Linked DNA regions of Gasterosteus aculeatus: region 1 is linked to region 2. A link is a contact called in public Hi-C data. All regions are on one chromosome and are shown on one strand. The core of a region is the stretch at or near the end of the contact, and the rest is flanking DNA. Distances in the headings are between cores, read along the strand shown.

Evidence for each region. Hi-C and Micro-C count contacts between places; a contact is called where the count stands out from the background.
Region 1: a Hi-C map of skeletal muscle shows a contact between it and region 2, with 7 times the contacts expected there. The contact joins two enhancer-like sites. A contact is called at or near these places in 4 of 6 Hi-C or Micro-C datasets (skeletal muscle, tail fin and whole body).

Annotation. Positions count from the first base shown.
Region 1 is chrX:14,404,637-14,407,361 of fGasAcu3.hap1.1, forward strand. No RefSeq gene overlaps it. Among protein-coding and RNA genes, the nearest start is that of LOC120809223, 6.6 kb to the right of the region's middle. Within about 2 kb of position 1,330, at least 4 of the 9 cell types and tissues checked have open chromatin away from gene starts, as enhancers often do.
Region 2 is chrX:14,322,485-14,325,432 of fGasAcu3.hap1.1, forward strand. reln (reelin) reads right to left here. Exons shown (of 64, transcript XM_078082891.1): 29 at 2,205-2,362; 30 at 1,898-2,105; 31 at 1,712-1,788; 32 at 1,167-1,325; 33 at 847-1,041; 34 at 1-110. Among protein-coding and RNA genes, the nearest start is that of bncr, 18 kb to the left of the region's middle. Within about 2 kb of position 1,682, at least 1 of the 9 cell types and tissues checked has open chromatin away from gene starts, as enhancers often do.

The DNA of each region.
Region 1 (2,725 bases), core at 80-2,579, 82 kb after region 2:
AATTTGTTCTTTATTCTAATATCCTTGTGCACAGCAGCAGGCTTAGTGAGGCCTGTGGTCCAGAGGGGAACAGAGCATGAGAAGCATGGCCTTTGAAACCGGGCCTCAACTATCACAGGGATAAGACAACAGATTAGTGACATAATAAATGATCTTGCAGAGCATTTTGGTGTCTTTGAACAACAGCAAGATAGAGTTAGACAGAAACCACTGATACATTAGATTTATCGTACAAGGAATATTATAGGATAGCTTTGATGCTGCGTCATACATGTGTGACTCCGATCCTCCGGTCTGGAACACAGTCTAATGCTGGGCTACACTGCCCCTTAGTGGTCAGATGAAGTATTACATCCACTGTGAATCAATCCGAGACGGTGCGTTTAGGTCGTGGTTAGGAGAAAAGCCTTGCTCAAAGGCTGTTATTATACATGTAATCAATCTCAAATCGACCAAAAATATTTTTAAAAATGAAATAAGAACAAATCTGCCATATGAAACGCTGTTCTGAAAGTTCTGAAATGTGGATCTGTGTTGTAAATGTATTGTACCGGACTGTAATCCGATAGCGCCACCTCCAGGTACACACAAGTACTATAATTTATCCAAAATACTAAAAACTTTATATCAATTTGAATTGATTTTGATATGAAGTACTCCTGTTAACTGAATAGTTTAAGGAGGTTATGTAAAGCAGGAGCGCTGTGAGGAGCTGGGCTGGTCGGGAATAAATAAAAGTATTAATTGGAGGAAAGGGCAACTAAAAGGAAGCATGATAGCCTATATGGTCAAAGCATTCAGATTCAGAATCCAGTTCAATTTGTTTGAGGCGCTGATGTGTGGAGCTGGGAGTCACATTGTACAAGTGTTTTTTAATTAGTGTTTGATAAGTTTCACTTTATTAAGGTTAAACAAATAAGTTAGGGTTAGGTAGGATATACATTAATATAACAAAATAAACATAAAATAATAGTTTGAATGATCATACACAGAGTAAGTTGGCTCCTACTCACCTCCTCGCTTGTCATAAGGAATCTTAGTTAGCGCGAGCTAGCTCCTCCATGACGTCACACTAGGATTGTCACTAAGCCTTCCCAAACTGAGCTCAAGTATATTATTTTAGGCTTCATTTTATCTAAAACATTTACACCATTAAGACTCAACGGTTATCTCCATTTTGAAAACATTATTTGATTCCTAAACAAATCCTTTACTGAAACAAAAGAAATACCCTCATGCTGCATTGTTGTGAAATAAATCAGGTTTGTGTCGTTGGTTTTCTTCCCAAAGTGCTACCGGTTGTACCCAGAGCGGTGTAAAGAGAGGGTCGCGTCACTTTAAAACTCCTGGTAGTCACGTGATTCAAATTGAGGAAGTATACCTGCAATGCACATGGGGTGTAGTGAAAATTGGAACTAACCATACAGTATAGTGTACAAACAGAAAGACAGAATTTTTAAATTTATAGTGAATAAAATAATCGACTCAAAATATTAGCTTACCCTGAGCAAACAAATGTTAGTGTTTTACAACTCCAAAACTAAATCCTTACCTGTAAAAAAAAATAAAAATAAAAAAACGCAATCGTTGTTACATGTTATACTACCCATTGCATGTGAACATTCTGACCACTGCAAAATCTCTAAAAGCAAGTATATATATATTATTATTGACCGTGTTTGGTGAAACCCTTTCTGGCGAGGCTGACCTCACCAGAGAAGCGATATTCACTTGATTCTAGTAAACGAGCCTGGACTGGAGCTGGCTATATATCTGGAATTGACTTTTTGCAGGTGAATTTGGCATAAATGAAAAGGACCACTGTGAACCAGCAAGGAGCGAGTGAACATTAATATAGCTTGTTACGTTCCAGCTCCCAAAAGTGAGGGGAACATGGCAACCCACTGCTCGGGCCCACCGATGCCAGCAAATAGGGTATGGAGTCGCGGTGCGAGAAAAAGGACAAACACAAAATACTGGATAAACGCTTATATCTAAACACAAAAATAAATATACATAAATAAACAATAACTTTCTGGGAAAAGGGGTGGGCTGGACGGACCAAAACAAAGAAATAAACAAAAGGTCCCCACCCCTAACCTGTACTAACCAATAGAAAATACACTCTTCCTGGCACACGGTCAAGGCGCCCTAACCAAACGTACAGGTGGTGGTCCGCCCAGGTCTAAACTGGTGTTTATAGACAGAGAAGTGATGGATTCCCCCGGGTAGCTCTAAATCTACTCCCCACTCCCTGTGAACAAAAGAGGAAACAAATAATTAGTTGAAAGGACTGTTACGGCCACAGCCTTCTGAGTTTGTTTTTGTGATTATTAATTGGTTTGGCCCTTCTGAGTGCAGGCTCCGCCCCTGCGCACCTGAGAGCGGTTGCGGTGATGGCTCAGGCTGAGCATATAGAGGGGAGAGCGACTGAGCGCCGGAAGAAGGAGGAGACCTGCGAGAGCGCCAGGCCCCGGCTTCAACACCAGGAGACCAGTGTTTTGTGTTCGAGCTACTATTGTGATATATTAATGTGTGAAACGGAGGGGCTGGAGGTTGGAAAACTATAAAAAGAACTTTGCATCGCTTCCTGCCTATCGCGTTTCTTTATGTGGCTGACCCCTCGGCTGAACGAGCCGTCACCTTATCGAGGGGTCCGTAACATAAATGGGGGCTCGTCCGGGATTTCTGTGTCCGGATAGTAGCTAAGGAATTCGAGTGATCT
Region 2 (2,948 bases), core at 432-2,931:
CACACCGTGGGAGAAAGAGGTGGACTTACTGCAGCCCATACTCAGCTCAAACTGGAGGAATGACGAGCCGGACACCTCAAAGTCCCAGCTCTCTGCATATCTGGGCTTCTCTGCAGACACGGAGTACAACAAAGCGTCACACCGCTGTGTGTGTCCGGTTTGATTTAACATTCTTAATGTCACATGTAAAGCAAAAGTGTACAGCCGAAACACAAAGTCTAAATGCAAGAGCTGCTGTCAAATGTTGGGTGTAGGAGTTCATTGTAAAATGGGTGGTGCTTAAGCACGTATCAGGACAGCCGTAGAGTCAGAGACATTCGGTGCATCATGTGTTGCCAAATCAGTCCGGCTCTGTGCGCTAAATGAATGTGCCCCGTTGTAATGTAATATTTGTGCAAAGTAAATCCGTTTACAGCTTGGCGCAAGCAACAAATAACAACCAGGATGTTAATTCAGGTTTGCTCTCGTTAATAATGCAGGACCCACAGCGCCACAGTCAATGGGTGACTCGAGTTTCAGCCTTTAGTGCGGGTAAAGCTACGATTTCACTGTGCAGCCATTTATATGCATACTTCTGCTGAGTATCTGAATATACAGTCAGTGGTGGTTTACTTAATGTGCATATGCATGGCTGCGTATAGTTCTGCTTCACATTCACTCCAACAGCTTCTCACTGGGCTGCTGGCTGCAAACACAGAGTCTTAGTCAGGGTTGCTCAGGGAGTCACTCCTTCACTTCCCACGCACACACATTCTGAGCCGGACAAGGAATTACAACTACGGATCCGGCAGTCATCAACTCTCTTCATTGAATGCGTGCGAGCAGGGATGTTTTCGCGTAACTCACTATCGATGGCCTCGGAGTTGAAGGTCAGTGCCGTGTCCAGAGATAAACAGTCCACAGTCACTTCCCCACCCTGAACGCGGTACCAGTTGTGCCTCAGAGGCGTCATCCCGTCAAACTTGTCGTGGAAGCCGGTTCTGGAGCTGTCGTTCATACCGATCAAGACATCATCCAAAGCCCACTGTGCAGAGTGTTTCCCTACAAGCGTGGAGAGAGAAATATACATGGATTACAAAGCTAAAGCTGCGATATCAAATACATCTGTAGTATTGTAATGTTTCCGGGCTTTTCTGTAGTACTGCTCACCCTGCTTAAGAACTTACCCTGCTGTGGCTGCCACCACCGAAATACTGTGTAAGGAGTTTTGGCAACAGGTGGTAACTCTATGGTCACCACTTGGGGCTCTAGGAAGGAACTAAAGTCCAGCTCCCTAACGAACTGCCATTGGACCCCATTGTTTGTAGAGAACTGGACAATGACTCCTGCAATCAAACAAAGAGCAGAGGGAGAGAACTTATTTTTGTGCACACACAAACACTATGGTAAAACTATGTCAACTACAAAATAAAACCAGCAGAAAATACTTTTTTCTGAAATAAGCTGTTTAGTCTGACATTACAGGAACGATCAGACTGAGCCTTCAGCACCGCTTCACCGCTTCTGACTGGACTAAACAGACTAGAATAGACTGAGAATGACGCCCAGATTGGAAACTGCACAGTCAAAGTGCAAACTGTCAAAAGGAACAAATGAGACAAACGAGGCGTGAACTGATCAGATCAGACGTGGAGCTGCTCGTTTCAATGCACCGTTGAGGAACAGCCACACGAATGCAGCAGAGGGCCTCACTACAGCATGTTAGAATTACCTTCGTTGCGGGACCGAGGCCTCGTGCACGTGGGCCCCAAACTCTTGCTGCCTATTCGGATGTAGAATTGAACCAATCTGTGTGGAAACAGTAACAACTCAATTTCAGTTTCAAATAAATAACCTCCAATTGAACTGGACTCCAATGCCTCCATGTGAGAGATGTACGGATGTGGATTCTCCTCACCGGGTGTTGGTGGTGTCTAGAGGCACTGTGCGCGCTTCTCTCCTCCCGGGGCTACTGAAGTACAGAGCTTTGCCCTCCCCAATGATGCCACATCCACCTCCAATTTGTCCCCCACTTAGGCTCTGCCAGAGAGGGCTCAACTTCCCCTCGAAGCCCTCAGTCAGCTCAGTGGGACCGGCCACCGACGGCACACAACTATCCTGCTCCACTATTCAATAAAATAGGAAATGAAAAGGTATATTTGACAAAGATACATTAAAACCATTATGTATTTTATTTGTTTTGCCTTCCCTATCTGTTATTGTACCTGTGTAACCCATATCACAGAAGCAAACGCCAGAGATGCAATCTCCATGTCCCCCACAGTGGTTGGGACAAGGCTCAGAGATGTAGACCCCGTCCAGGGCGAAAGGCGGAGCATCTCTGTACACGCTGCTCTCCTGGAACCAGCGGAAGCGTGTTTTACTGTGGAAATGAGGGGAAGGAGGTAGAAGAAAGTGATAAAGACATTTAAATTTACCAGTCAGAATATATATTCACAAAGAAGGGATTGCATCCGCCGGTAGCTTTGTGAATTATGTATCATTTGCAACCATCTCTCCAGTCTCAAGGTTCGATTCACGAAATATATGTAACAACCGTAATTATATTACAATGCAAACACGTCCATAAAGTTTTGCAGCTGACAGTAATTTTCTCAGCTTTTTCATCTGATTGCAATTATCTATGTGGCAAATTATAAATAAGCGTGAGGCTAATGAGTCCGATTGTGAGGGGGAAAATCAGCCTGAGCCAGAGTTCTATTTCCATCCAAAGCTCCTGAAGGCAATTAAGAAAGAGGAAAGGGAAAATTGTAAGGCCAGGATTGAAGAAATCATTTGTTTATTTGTTGATATTGTAATCCTTTTTTTCTTAATCTTTTTAAAAATCATATATTTAGGCTAACTTTATTCATTTATGTTTCATGACACAAATTCAGTATTTGCATCTTTTCCCTGATTCACTAATTCTCTGAAGACGCTAACAAATTAACTGTATTTGTGTTTTTTCA